Linked DNA regions of Sus scrofa: region 1 is linked to region 2. Evidence: chromatin contacts called from public Hi-C data. All regions are on one chromosome and are shown on one strand. The core of a region is the stretch at or near the end of the contact, and the rest is flanking DNA. Distances in the headings are between cores, read along the strand shown.

What was found. Hi-C and Micro-C count contacts between places; a contact is called where the count stands out from the background.
Region 1: a contact with region 2 is called in a Hi-C map of skeletal muscle, with 5 times the contacts expected there. The contact joins the promoter of SIX2 here to the enhancer-like site in region 2. A contact is called at or near these places in 3 of 47 Hi-C or Micro-C datasets (fetal heart ventricle, fetal skeletal muscle and skeletal muscle) and 1 of 2 datasets of contacts at active chromatin or transcription factors (skeletal muscle).

The regions. Positions count from the first base shown.
Region 1 is chr3:95,457,635-95,465,001 of Sscrofa11.1, reverse strand. SIX2 (homeobox protein SIX2) reads right to left here and starts at 4,956. Exons shown (of 2, transcript XM_005662581.3): 1 at 4,293-4,956; 2 at 1,574-2,179. The coding sequence starts at 4,858. The coding sequence ends at 1,849.
Region 2 is chr3:95,182,809-95,190,117 of Sscrofa11.1, reverse strand. No RefSeq gene overlaps it. Among named protein-coding and RNA genes, the nearest start is that of SIX2, 270 kb to the left of the region's middle. Within about 2 kb of position 2,532, at least 4 of the 83 cell types and tissues checked have an H3K27ac peak or open chromatin away from gene starts, as enhancers often do. A contact at or near this core is called in skeletal muscle, where this site is marked.

The DNA of each region.
Region 1 (7,367 bases), core at 3,707-6,206, 270 kb before region 2:
TGTATGGTACCTACAGCCCCTGAGACCTGAGCCAGAAAAGCCACGATTTCCTCCTTTCAGAGTCCTGCCGCTTCAGATCTGCCTGGGCCAGCTTAGACTTGTCGCTTTATGGAGGAGGGGGGGCTGGATCCCCTAGAGGGGAGGGGGCGAGGCAGGTTAATTTACAGCCGCAGGGCACCTATGGCACACTAAGCACAGAGTCCTGACCGGCCAGGTCCTGGCACCCGACAGTTCCCACTGAGAACAGACGCCTCGCACGCTGGGCTCTCCGAGGCTCCCGGACTTCCCTCTTCTCTGAACCCCTTCACCTCCACGCCAAACCAACAGATTTCTGAACGTAGAGACCTTTGCTCCACGGCCACACGCATGACCCGGGCTTTGTGGCTGGATGGGTGGCTGCCCTTGCGGCCCGGCGAGTCCGCCCAGTCCATTGCAACTGGTTCTGGGGAATGCGAACATCACTAAGGACGGAGTCCGCCCTTAGGGAAACCTCAATGGCCCCATTTGTTCCCCAGGGCTGGTATCTTCAAACGCACGCACACACTTTCTGCACACAGCCTCATATTTCCCATCCCCAGGTGAAGAAAAGAGGCGGGTGAGGGCACTGCTTGGCTGGTTGCGGGAAGAGGAGTCCCGAAGAGGAGAGAGCCCTCTCCCCGCTTCTGCAGGGAGCTCCGCGGACAAGAAAAGAGACAAGGAGCTTTGGGGCAGGATGTTTCAGAGGGACTGATACAGGCTGTGTATGTGGGAAGGCGTCTCCCAGTTTCTGGGACTCGGGGGGCATCGCTGCCCAAAACTGTCCACCCAGGGTGTCGAGTCCCTGTGGGGAAATCAGACACAGCTGCAACCTCGGCTCACAGGCCTCATGGTATATATCCATATATATATATTTATGATTTCTAATTTTATTATAAAATAAAAGCAGAAATATTTCCCAAGGAACATTCACATGAGGGCATAACAGGGAGATGGCAAATCCGAGGCTGGGGAGGCACGCTGTGCTGGGAGCACTGTGGCCACCGTCCCGGGAGGAAGAGGAGAGCGGGTGTTGGGGCCTCGCTGAGAAAGAAAGAGAGGGAGAGAGGGAGAGGCAGGCTTCAAGGGGGAGGCCAGGGGCTACGCTGCCGCCCTTTGTCCTTCACTTAAGTGAAAGGTGCTAAACTGACACCTGCAGCCCCTCCGCTGACGCCCAGGGGGAGGGCCTGGAGAAAAGCTGGGTTCAAAGGCCCTGTCTCTCCTTTGCTCTTTGGACTCCCACTCTCAGCTCAGGAAAGTCAGGATTGGGGGGGAAGCAAAGTGACCGCCAAGCGAGAGGAGAGAGACCGAGGGGGTACCGCCCGCGAAGTGCAGGAGGTCGGCGGAGAGGAGAAACAGAAAAACCGAGATAGAGTAACAGAAACCTAGTGAGCGGTAACAAGCCAGAAGTCAAAGCGAAGCAGAGACAGTGAAAAGGGGGAAAACAAGAAGAGGTGGGGGAAAGGAGACGACAGAAGAGAAGGAAGGGGAAAGAAGAGGAAGAAAGAGCAAGAAAGGCGAGAGAAGAGAGGTGAAGGGAAGGCAGGGAGAGAGAGAGTAGAAGAATGATGTATAATTTATTCCCTTCCCTGGTTCAAGCCCCGGTCCCAGGCCTCCAAAGGCTCTCCAAAGCAACTTGTTGAACATAAATCCCGCACAAAGACCAAACCAGAGAGCCATCTGCTCTGCCGGGGGCCGGCAGTTCTGCCCGCTCTGCGCGCGGGTCTTTCAGTACCTGATGGGGCCGCCGGCGCGGGGCGCCCTCCGGACGCGGTCCCTCTCAGGTCCCCAGCGCCTAGCCCAGGAGACAAGCGCGTCGAGGCAGGCGGGGCTCTAGGAGCCCAGGTCCACGAGGTTGGCCGACATGGGGTTGAGGATGGAGTCCTGCAGGCCGTGGTGGTGCTGCAGTGGGTCCGCGCCGCCTCCGCCGGGCACGGGCACCGGCACGGCGCTGGGGCCGGGAGGGTGGCCCAGGCTGTGCAGGGACGGCAGCCCGGGCGGCGGCGGCGGGCTGAGCAGCAGCGCGGGGCTGGACGACGAGTGATCTGGCGTCCCCGACGGCGTCTTCTCGTCCTCCGAGCTGCCTAGCACCGACTTGCCGCTGCCGTTCAGCGACGCAGCCAGCGGGTTGTGGCTGTTGGAGTTGGAGTTCTCGCTGTTCTCCCTGCAAGTGCAAGAGCGAAGCAGCCGGGTCAGCGGGGAAACCGAGGCCGCTTGGCGCCAGGACGGCCGGAGGCAGAGCCGCCTCGCGGCGCCTGCGGGGGTTTTCGGTTTCTGTCATTTTCTCCGACACGCCGCTCCGGTTCTTTCAGTTCTCTCAGTCTCTCCAGAACCAATTTCTCTCTCTCAGACTTCTCCCCCGTATCCCTTCTACCTGCCCACCTCCTCTGCTCTTAATCTCACCAGCATCTCATCTGCATGCAGTGTTCTGCCCTCCTCACTTACCCCTACGGAGTTTCTGGCTTTGCTTTTCCAGAGTGGAGGGGCAGGGGAGCAGGATTCAGTGGAATTGTTGGGGAGAGAGACAGGGAGGAAGAGAAGATGCCTGGATTTTCAGAACACTCTTGGCTCCTCAAGCCAGGGTCTGCTGCAGGGAAGTGGTGCCAGGAGAGTCAGGGACCCCAGGTTCTAGGCTGGGGGTTCACTTGAAGTTGGGGATCTCCCAGGCCTTGGTCCCCCTTTGCTTTTCTCTGCTGGAGGGAAATCCCTATCCAAGGCAGAGTTTTCTGGAGCTAAAGGTCTTTTTCCTCTGTTTCCAACCAGTAGGCCGATTTAAGGTTTTCTGTGCTGGGCCCAGGGACAAGGCCCCAAGGATGCAGACTCCTTCTCCCCCGTGGCACAGTGGGACCTTCGGTTGGGGGCTGGAAGCTGGGGGCTTGGAGGGCAGCTTCTGGAAGAAGGGAGAAAGAAGAACGAAGGGGACTGCCTTTCTTGGCCAAGATTTTCCCACCATACCGGAAACTGAGGGACTTAGCCAGAGAACCCAGTTCTTTAAGATTCTGGATACAGGCCAGTCTGGGTAGAGGGGGACCTCAGCAGGGAGAACCCACCTCCTGCCCTGCCTTTGACCAACAGCTCCCCTGCTCAGATTTGGAGATGTGAATTCTTGGGTAGAGTCTTGCTTTCCTGGCTTCCCAGGGCCTCCTCTCTTTTCTTGGAAAGGAACTTCCCACAGGGCTGGTAGCTAAAACCTTACAACTGTGGATACCCCAACTGTGGTCCATAGAGAGGGGGTGAGCTTGAAACAGCCCCATCCCACCTCGGAGTCCACTGTTCAGCACCCCCACTTTGATCCTGACCATTCACTCTGGGCTGCCACACACCCCATATCACCAATCCCAGGTGTCTTGTTTTGCTGTTACACTCAGGCTGGATTCTGTTCCCATAATCAGTTTCCCATTTCCCCCTCCAGATTTGGGACTCTGAGGGGGCCACAGGGCTGGCAGCCACAAGGGCCAATGGTCAACTGCATGGCTAGTTCAGGAAGTCCTGGTTTCCCTGAGGACAAGCAACTCCCAGCTCTTCTGCTGCTCTCAACTCACCCCAGACCTGCCAACGGATCCTCCAAAGAGGGTAGAGCCTGAGGAAAGAGGGGCTAAGAGCTTGGCAGGGCCAGGGAAAGGCTGCTGGGCCCAACGAGGCAGAAAAGGGACATGTGCTTCTCTCCTAGAGCTGACAAACACTTCTTCCCCAAGCCTTTCACCTCTTGGTCCTTTCTATGCGGGATAAAAGCCTTTCCCTATGAACTGCCATATCCAGACAAGGAAAATTCTTGCCCAGGCCCTTCCATATCTAGGTCGTCAATCAAGAAAGTTCCAATCTGAGTGCTGATCCCTAATCCGTGGACGAGAAGTTCTGGGACGTGCTGGTAAATTCCCTGAGGCATTCTAAACCCCGCAACCATCGATAGCTAGTCCCTCCGCGCCCAAACCCTAGGTCCTCCTCGGCCCTTCGGAGGACTAACAAGCCCTGCCTGCTGTGCCTCCCTTGCCTGGGATCCAGGCCCGCTGTCTCACTTTTGCCCCGAAGCTCGCTGCCTCTCCACTTTTGCTTACGAGCGACCAGGGAGTTAGTGGACAACTTCCCGATTGCCTTACCCGCTTTAGACAAATTTCTAATCTCCTGGTTTCCCAAAAGCTCCGTCTTGGTCAGACCAGGCTGCAGCGAGACCCTGGCTGGGACTGGGGACCCAGTTCAGGCCTCTCCAGGGGGCTGAGCCTACGCCCTGGGACCCCCTCCCTGGAGCCCAGGGGAGCTGGCGCCGAAGCTCTACTTACTCGTACCTTTCCTTGGCCTCGGCTGCCCGGTCGCGCTGCCGCCGGTTCTTGAACCAGTTGCTGACCTGCGTGGTGGTGAGGCCCGTGGCCTCCGCCAGCTCGCGCTTCTCTCGGGGTGAGGGGTAGGGGTTGTGCGCGTACCACTCGCGCAGCACGCTGCGACTCTTTTCCTTGAAGCAATAGCTGGTCTCCTCGCCGTCCCAGATGGAGCGCGGCAGCGGAAACTTGCGGCGCACGCGGTACTTGCCCACCGCGCCCAGCGGCCGACCGCGCAGCTTCTCCGCCTCGATGTAGTGCGCCTTGAGCCACAGCTGCTGCAGCTTGGCGTGGTTGTGCGGCGAGAACTGGTGGCTCTCCAGGATCTTGTAGAGCTCGCGGAAGTTGCCGCGGTGGAAGGCCACCACCGCCTTGGCTTTAAGCACGCTTTCATTCTTGTGGAGGTGCTCGCAGGCGGGCAGCGACCACAGGAAGCGGCCCAGCCGCTCGATGTTGCCGCCCTGCTGCAGCACCTCGCACACGCACGCCACTTGCTCCTGCGTGAAGCCGAAGGTGGGCAGCATGGACATGGTGCCGGCTGCGCCCCCGCCCGCCCGCGCGCGCCCTCACCGCGCGGCGCGGAACCGCATGGGCACCTCCCCGCCGGGCGGTCCGGGCCGAGAGGCGGGCGGGGGGCCCCCTGGCCTGCGGCTGGCTCCGGGGCGAAATCCGACTCACGGCAGTAAGTCCTCGCGCCGGCCGCGGGTCCTGCGCCGCTCCGCGCCCCCGCCGCCCGCGCGCCTAGCCAGCGCCCCGTCCAAGCCCGGGGGCCGCCCGGGGCGCCGCTCCGCATGCTCCGCGCCCGCCGCCCGCCCACCGTTCCTTCGCTAGCTTCTCGCTCTCTCTCCCTCCCGTCTAGCTCGCTAGCTGCTTTTTTAATAATATTATTCTAAGCGGGCATGGGGCGCGGCGGCCCGCGTCCTGATTGGTCTGGTTATCTGACCCGGGGCCTGCCCGCGCCAGACAATAGTCGGAGTCAAATTATTCGCCATGGAGACGCTGTCAGTCACTGGTAACCCGAGCCCCGGCGGGCCGGGCGGCTCCCCCCACCCAGCCAGCTCCGCTGACAGATCGCCGGGCTCCGCGCAATGCGGAGGGCGGCCCGAGACCGGAGCCGGAGGCGCTCCGCGAGCCTAGGAGGAGGAGAGGGCCAGGCAGGGGCCGGCGGCGGCAGTGATTGACGGAGCGGACGCCCAAAGAGCGTGGGAGGAGACGGACGGGGGGGGGGGAGCAGAGCGAAGACGCAGGGAGAAGAAAAGGGGAGGATCGAGGTGGGGAGGAGAGAGGGGAGAAGAGAAGGCGGAGGACTTAAGGGGGTGCCGGGAAGAAGGGGAGAGAGAGGGGTGGAGGCAGCCTCAAGGGGGAAAAAACTTTGGACAGCTTTTCGAAATGCCCCGCCGAGTGTCCCCTGGGTCATCACGCTGCTACCGGGGCCGCTGTTTGCCGGGCGGGTTCTGACCTGGAGCCGACCAGTGGGATGAGAGAGTTTGGACATGCTCGGCGCCCCTCAAATATTTGGCTTTTCCTGCTGACAGTGCCCCACCCCCATCCTAGGAGCTCCGGACCCGAGCGGTTCGCGAGGGAAAAGGGGAGGGAGTAGGAGAAAGAAGTGGGGGAAAGTTGGCAGTGGCCATAGGCGGACGCCTGAGAATCTACTTCTTGGAGGATCCCGCCTTTCCTTCTCCTAACCGGGCCGGCTGCCCCGCGGCCGGTACCGCCCGGCTCACGGCTCTCTGCTCCTCGCTGGGCGGGGACTCGGACTTAACCCCACGGGTCCCACGGCCGAGAAGGGCACGGCACTTCCGCGTGCCCTCTACGGAAGTTGCCTCGGGTGGGCCTCCCCGGGAGTCTGCCCACCGGGAGGCGAGGGCAGGTCATTTCGGATGGTCGTGGCGCGTCTCCTGTGGGTGGTTGGGGAGGGCAGAATAGAGGCAAGACCCCTCCACCTTCTGGCCTCACAGCTCTAATTCGGGCTCTGGCCAATTTCAATCTGAGAACCCGGTCACTGAGCTCCTGGACGAGGGGGCATAAAGGGGGATCTTGGTTTTTTTTGTTTTTTGGTTTTTTGCTTCTTTTTCAGGGCGGTGTGTAAACACGTGGTGCTGGTTCTCTGGAAGAAGTCAGGGGAGTAGGTGGAGGAGCTGGAGTGGAAGAGGGGGATGTTGTGGCGGTTTCTACGGGTTTGAAAATCCCGGGGTTAGCTCCTTCCCGGACTGGTCCTTTCCGCCTCCTGTTGTTTCCCCTCTTGGCTCAGAGCTGTTGCAGGCTGGGGCCTCTCTGGCTCCAGGTGTCAAGACCCAAGCCAAAACAAGGCCTCGGCTCTGTCTTCAGCTTAGGACAGTGCAGTCTGTGTCTAGGCCACACTTCTTGGTTCCTCCCTTTTAAAATGTACTCACAAGCTTGTGCTAGGAGCACTGGAATGGGGGTCCAGAGCCCTGAGGTCAAGTTTTGACTTTGATCCCTGCTGTGTCCAGGCCGCTTTATCCAGAGTCCTGTGTGCTGCCACACAGGGTTTCCTTGGTCTTAGAGGACTCTGGAAGACATGGGGAAGTATTTACCCCTGGCCACATTGAGCTTCAGAGTCCACCTTGCTAGTCCCAAGAAAGGGCAACCCTGGCTCAACGGTTAACATCGTAGACGCGGCTCAGATCCTGCATTGCTGTGGCTCTGGCGTAGGCTGGTGGCTTCGGTTCCCATTAGACCACCCCTAGCCTGGGAATCTCCACATGCCAAGGGAGCGGCCCTAGAAAAAGCAAAAAGACCAAAAAAAAAAAAAAAAAAAAAAAAAGAAAGGGCAACCCACTCTTTCCAAGATGTCTTCCTCAGCCATACAGTTAAGGATTGGCAGGCAGGTCTCAGCTTGTGGCCTTGGCATGATTAGGCAGTAGTGGGGAACACCGTGGTCTGTGCAGGTGAGTGGGCCTGGGCTGTACCTTTCTGGTGTAAGACTTTGGGCTAGTTTATTGTCTGCTCTCATTCTCTCTACTATTAGATGAGGCCTGTGTGACCTTTCAGGTCCCTATTGCTGGAGTAGGTCTA
Region 2 (7,309 bases), core at 1,283-3,782:
TCCAAAGTCCTACCTGTCTCAGACCATGAGATGGGGCCACTCCAAGCATAGGGCCAGACATAACCAGCAGTTTGAAGGTGACCGGGGGAAGTTCTCGTCATGGCTCAGTAGTTAACAAATCAGAACCAGGAACCATGAGGTTGTGGGTTCGATCCCCGGCTTGCTCAGTGGGTTAAGATCCAGCGTTGCCATGAGCTGTGGTGTAGGTTGCAGATGCGGCTTGGATCCTGCGTTGCTGTGGCTGTGGCGAAGGCCGGCAGCTACAGCTCTGATTAGACCCCTACCTTGGGAACCTACATGTGCCACAGGTGAGGCCCTGGAAAAGACATAAAATAAAGGTGACTAGGGAAAGAAGGGGAGATAAGGGAAGAGGGAGGAAAGTGGGGGGCAGGAGCGTGCCCCCTTATCCTAGCCTCCCTGCGTTCATCCATGCTGAAACCTAAGGAGGCTCCAGCCCTCATCCTCCTCCCCTGGCCTTGCCTTCACCAGCCACCATCACTTAGCAGGGAGTTGCCTGTGTCCACACAGCCAGCCTGGACTCAGAGCCCGCTGGCGCTGTGGCAGGGCGCTGCCTGCGTCCGTCCTGAGCCCACACCTCCACTGTGAGCTGCTCCTTGTGGGGGCTAATGGGCCCTGGCTGCTGCGTGATTGATTGGGTGATGGAGTGGCCAGGGGCTAAGGCACCCTGGTGGCTCTTGCCGAGGAAAGGGGAGTCCAGGGCACATTCCAGCCCTGTCAGCACTGGCTCAGCCCGAGTGGTGTAAAATCTCACGCCTGGAGTCCCGGGAGCTCCTGGTGCCAGCTGCAATTTTATTGGTGGTCTGTGACTTCAAAGGCCTCTCCTCCTGCCTGGCTGTGGAGCAGGAGGCCTTGTGCCCAGGGCACCGGGGAATTCCCCTGGACCTGGACCTGGACCTGGACCTGGACCCAGCCTCTCCCCTGCTACTTTCCTCTATATTCATAAAAATCACTTTCCAGCGCAGTCTGTGACCACAGCAGATGGAAAGTAACTGCTTGTTTAGGAGACTGCTTTCACGGACCTGGGTGTCCCAGTTGGTAGTCAAGACACTTGTGCCAAACATCTATTCGATGTCCCAACATGTTTCCCTACAGAGACCCCTGTAGTGGCAAGAGGGCAGGCTGGGCTGTGGTCTGGGTGACATCCCTGTGTCTCACCTCGTCTGCAAAAGGAAGTGACACTGAGACTCGGCCTCCTGCCTCCCCACCCTTGAAGGCTTACAAGAAGCCAAATGTGAGAGAGCAGGCAGAAAATCTCTCAGTGAAAGGCAGTGCTCTCTCTACACTGCTGGCAACCCTCTCTGGCAGGCCTGGAACTTGCAATCGAGTGTTTAAGATACACTTTGTGTTTCAATCTCAACTCTGACATTCCCAGCTGTGTTACCTTGGGAGAGTTACTTGACATCTCTGTGCTTCAGCTTCCTCATAAGGATTAGTTGACATTGGGGAAACACTTAACCAGTCCCTGGCACCCGGTAGGGGTCGGTAGGGGCTGGAACGGTGTGAGCTATTATTATTATCACCTACACATTAACCTCTTCTTGTTTGTTTATTGCACAGGAGTAGGTGTGTCTGCCAGTGAGATGAGAAGTTTCTAGTGTTCTTTCCTTCTTCTCCTCTCAATGCACGCGTGCGTGCACGCACGCCCACACACACACACACACACACACACACACAGGGGCACACCCCCAGCCCCGCCTGGGATGGTAGCAAGAGCAGCCCAGGGGTCAGATCCTGCCCTGCCATCTGCTTGCTAAGTGAACTTGGGTATGTTATTAGACCCCTGCAAAACCAGCCTCCTCATTTATAAAGATGAGCTAAGAATAACCTGATTCCCTAACTGCTAAGAATAACCTGTCTAACCTCCAGTAAGCATTTGTGAATCTTCTAGACTCGGGGCCAGGCACACCACAGCTCAATAAACACTTGCTGGCCTGAGGTCAGTTCGGCACAAGGGCGTTCAACTGGGAGGCCACATCAAGCCACCAGCCCCACCCCACCTGCCATGGCGGCCACACTTGGAAGATCAGATAGGAGCGAACCCTTCTGGGGCAAGGACTGCATCTTCTCCCTCACACTTGCCAGCAGCTGGTCCTGCTCGGTACAAACAACATGAGATACACCCCCGCAGAAGTGACCCTGGCTGTCTGAGATCCTGTCCAGCAGAAAGTTATGGAGAGAAAGCTGAAGAAGGAAAAGCTGCCCCTCAAGACCTAAACCGAATCTTGCTGGAGATGGAAACTAACGGGGATGAAAACACAACAGCAGAAAAATACAGACCGTTTTGAAGTCTGCTCACCTGGGAGTCAAGCCACATTGAAAATCAATAAGGCATCAAGGCCGGGAGCGTGGAGGGCTGCCTGGATACCTGCTTGTGCCTCCTTTAAAGCAAGGAAACCTTTGAAGTTGCAGACGACCAATAAAAATACAGCTGGCATTTACAGCTTCAACCCCTCCTGCCTTTGCTTTTCACCAAGTACCTCAAGCTGCAGCCAGAGTCGCCCCGGGCTGGAATGTTGGCCGGGCACCACAGGGCCCACGCCGTTGACAAGGACAATGGTTCCTGGCATGCACTGGCCAGGGATTGGTGATTAACTGTAGGCCTGCTGGCACCCTTCCAGGACAACCCTGGCTTGGGTTCTGGCCACCAGACACAGTGGCTGAGGGTCCCCAAAATGCTTTAGGAAGATGAGGTCTGTCAGAAGCAGTCTTAAGTCATGGCTACGCTGAGCCACGGGAAGCTCTTGTTTGCAGGGGATAATGCTCCTCTATTTCATGTGCTATCGGTCGACTGCTTCCTTCTGCGCTCCTTTTTGAAGGCCTGTAGCACCAGAAAGGTAAGCCTGCTGGGATGCTCCCCCCTCCCCAGGCATGGAGCAATCAAAACAGAGCAGGTTTGGAGTACCCATCGTGGCTCAGCGGTAACAAATCTGACTAGCATCCATGAGGACGCAGGTTCAATCCCTGGCCTCGCTCCGTGGGTTAAGATCCGGCGTTGCCAGGCGCTGTGGTGTAGGTCGCAATTGTGGTTAGGATCTGGCGTTGCTGTGGCTGTGGCGTAGGCCAGAGGCTACAGTTCCGATTGACCCTAGCCTGGGAACCTCCATATGCTGTAGATGCAGCCCTAAAAAAAAGACCACCCCCACCAAAAAGAAAAGAAAATACTTTAAAAAAAAAAAAAGGGAACAGGTTTCATCGATTCGTGAAAAAGGCAACAAGTTATAATGAAAGGGTCCTAGAACTCAGTTCCCAGCCCACTTAGGATGCTGAAGTTGGCGGCTCTTCTCACATCTCTCATTTTTTTTCTACTTACCATGCATAGGAAGCTCCGTGACCTTTCATTCAATAAGCACACCACAGGGTCTCAGAACTCAGGGCTTATGGTCCAGCCAGGGAAACAGAACTCAGAGACACAAAACGTCCAACCCCCAAAGTGGTAAAGGGGTCTTAAAATAATGGAAGATATAATACCATACCACAAACACGGGCCACGTCAGGCCTAATGACCAAGCTAAGCTAATGTCAATAAACAGAGAACTATTAGGAAATTCATTAATCAAGGTCTTGTTTATACTCCTATTTGTCAACCAAATTATTTGTTTGACTTGTGGCCTCCCTGCTTTATTACGGTCATTTCTGTCATCAGCGGAGCTGGGCTGCTGGAATTTCACCCATGGGCAGGGCCTGTACTGTCTTTGCTTTGCTGTCCTGGTCGCCTTCTTCAAGAACCAGAGCGCTCATCAGGGGCCGGGGTCTGTCTTCGGTTAACAGAAGACAGGTAGTTCAGTGGGTAGTTCAGTGGTTCTCGGGATCTTAATTAATTGATCTGCTAATCACCAGTTCCTGTTTCTAGAAGCTGACCTCTGAAGCAGCCTCCGGCTCGTGGGGAAATGCCACAGCGAGGAACGCCAGGCTGAAAAGCGAGAGCAGGAGCTAGGGCGCCGAGCAGCTCTCTGAGGACCCCTGAGGTCCTGCCCCACCTGGATTTGGTCTTTACAAGGCGGCCTCTCACTCTCTGCCTCGCCCTCCCATGTGTGTTTCCTTTCAGCTCCCTTGGTTCACAGTCCCCTACCCCCAGGCCTCACCTCCCAGAGGTCAGGCTCTTCTAGAAAGCCTCCTCTAACCACAGAAGCCAGATAGGATTTGTCCCACCTCTGGCCTTCAAACTCCTCCGTCCCCATAATTGTGTCGGCCCTGTTCTGCTCAGACCCAGCTTTGGGGACCATGCACTCCCGCTAGCAATGAGCAGATAAGCTCTTCGATGGCAAGTCAACCTTCAGGGTCTCACAGCTTTGCATCCTTTCTCCTTGGCTCCACTCCCCCACTAATACACACACACACACACACACACACACACACACACACACACACACACCCGCTGGACCAACAGAGAGTGCAAATGGAACTTTCATTAGGGGTTTTGCGTCTCCCCAGACCCGAAGGCATCCCTGTTTCAGGCCTTGCCTATAAGCCCATAGAGAATGATGATCACCTTGGCAACCACCCTCCCTACTTTGATCTCCTAAATTGAACTAATTTCTGGAGTTTCCACCGTCTCTGAGCCAGTGCTTCCTGCCGAGGACAGAAATGTCAAATGTGGGAGTTCCTGTTGTGGCTCAGTGGTTAATCAATCTGACTAGGAACCATGAGGTTGCGGGTTCGATCCCTGCCCTTGCTCAGTGGGTTAAGGATCCGGCGTTGCCGTGAGCTGTGGTGTAGGTTGCAGACACGGCTCAGATCCCGCGTTGCTGTGGTTCTGGCGTAGGCCAGCAGCCAAGGCTCCGATTCGACCCCTAGCCGGGAACCTCCATATGCCGCAGGAGCGGCCCAAGAAATGGCAAAAAGACAAAAAAAAAAAAAAAAAAAAAGAGAGAGAGAAAAGAAAAGAAAGAAATGTCAAACGCTTTCACCATTCAGAGGGATGATCATGGGAGATTTCTGGGTAGCAGTCTGGGGAGCCCTCCACCCCCTCCTAAAAAGGAGACAGCCTTTATTACTCTGAAGGGGAGAGGGTGAAAGGCCTGGAGGGGAGTGGGACGAAGGGTCAGATTTCTCCAGAACGACTCACAGTAATATCTCCCTTCAGCAGCCACCCTATGAATTCTGACACATCTCAAAACACGCGAGTCTGGAAAAAGCAGTCAGAATCTCCTACCTTCTGCAAAAAGCTACTGTGCAGTCTGTTCCTTTGTAGTTCGGGTTTTAAAGAAAATCAAACCATCTTGGAAAAATCAAAAAGCAGATGCACCCCCTAATTGAAGTCGGCAAGGGCAACAGAAACCTCGTTAGGGGTGTTACAGGCCCTCGCACCCCAATTAACCTGGGGGGTGGGGAGCGGAGGGCCTGTGGGTTTCTCTGCACAGATGTCTGGGGGAAGAGGCCCTGGTGGGCAGGAGATGGAGGTGTCTGGAGACCCTTCTGGAAACTAAGAGCCCAGGGCCCTCACCCAGCCGAGAGGTAGGATCCCTCTCCAGCCTGGGGAGCTCCGTCCAGGGGGAGTCCTGGCCCTGGGCTGGCCCTGCAGCCACCTGCCCACCGGAGAGCAGTGGGGAGCGCCCACAGCCACGACCCTGGGGCCACATTTTACTACCTGCCATTTACCACTCTGACGGGAAAACAAATTTAAAACACCTGGACATTTATGTCTCTGATGGGTCGAGCTGCACTGTTCCATTATATAAATAATCCAGGCGGTGCGCTTCAAAGGCCGCCGTCTCCGGGAGGCCACTGGGCGTGGCCCGGGTGAGAGCACAGCCTGGGCTGCAGGCCGGAGGGGGGCCCGGGAGGAGCCTCCTGTGCGTTCAGAGGTGGGTTCAGAGGCGGAGGCTCGCAGGGAGCCCCAGGCTCTCATCTGTGTCACAGCCCCTCCAAGGCCACACCCTGCCCCCACCACAGCCCTGCCCCAGACTTACCAGCAAAATGGGACTAACCCCACTGGGTCAGGTCACAGAGCTCTGAGGTCAAGGGGGGCCCTGACAGACAGAAGGTCAGGGTCAACAGGAACAATCGAAAGGCTGAGGCTGGATAGTGAGCGGGGTCAGAAGGAGCTGGGGAAAATGTTTAGGATGCGCTGGAGATGTGGTGCCCAACAGAGCCCTTCAAGACTGGCTCTGCCAAGAGCCACACTGGGGTGGGGGTCGGGGATGGGCTTCAGCATCCTCAGAGCACCCAGAAAGCCATCCTCAGCAGTGACACTGCAGTGGGTGAGGGGGGAGGTGGGGGGGCAGCTCCAGGGCTTCCCTCAGGCTCAAGAGGTGAGAAGAACTTGCCCAGAAGCTGGACAGCACATTGTGTTCAGAGTCTGAACCCAAAAGACTGATGTGTGAGCTCACGCAAGGTCCACCTTGGAAACTTCCAGAAAATACCAAAGGAGGGGTGGGGGTGGGCCTTGAGCTGTCCTGGCCCTCTGGTGAGAGCTCTGAAATTTCTCAGGGTTTGTGCTGACTCTGTGAAATGGAGGGAAGCCTTCCTGCTCCTTCTACCTCATAGCCCTCTTGTGAGGACCCGAGGGAAAATTTTCTGAAAGCACATTGTAAACTTAAGATCATACAAATGAGGTCACGTTAGTGCAGTTGGGAACAGTGGAGCCTTGGGGACATCTTGCTGCCACAGTGGAGAAGGAGGAGAAAGGCTGGGAGAAGGGGCTCCCTCCTGGTCCCTTTGCCCCTCCAGCCCCCATCCTGCAGGGTCCCCCACCCCCATATCTCCTCCAAGTGTCTCTGCCAAGTCGTGGCTCCTTCCCAGGTCACTGGTGCCACCGGACTCAGTCATAGCACCAGGGTGTAGAGAAAACACCAAGACAGCTCTCTTCCTATACAGCTAAAAGGTTTGCTAGAACAGCCTCGTCCTTTGGTCTCACAGCCCCAGCTGTGTGGATATGTCACCAATCGGCCTACACTCGAGTGAGCCGAACGCTTAGGAAGGTGTGGGCCTCAGACCAGGGCTTCAGGGGCCCGAGTCCCAGACCTGGATCTGCCTCCATCTCACCATGGCCTCCAGGGACCATCTTAGCACCTCCTCAGTGTTGTCACTTTGCAAGTTAGAGCATGGACTGCCATCTCTGAAGCATTCCACCCCCTTCCTTTTTTTTTTTTTTTTTTTGTTGTTGTTGTTGTCTTTTTAGGGCCACACCTGTGGCACATGGAGGTTCCCAGGTTAGGGGTCCAATCAGAGCTACAGCTGCCAGCCTACACCACAGCCACAGCAACATGGGATCTGAGCTGCACCTGGGACCTACACCACAGATCACGGCAGTGCCGGATCCTTAACCCACTGAGTGAGGCCAGGGATC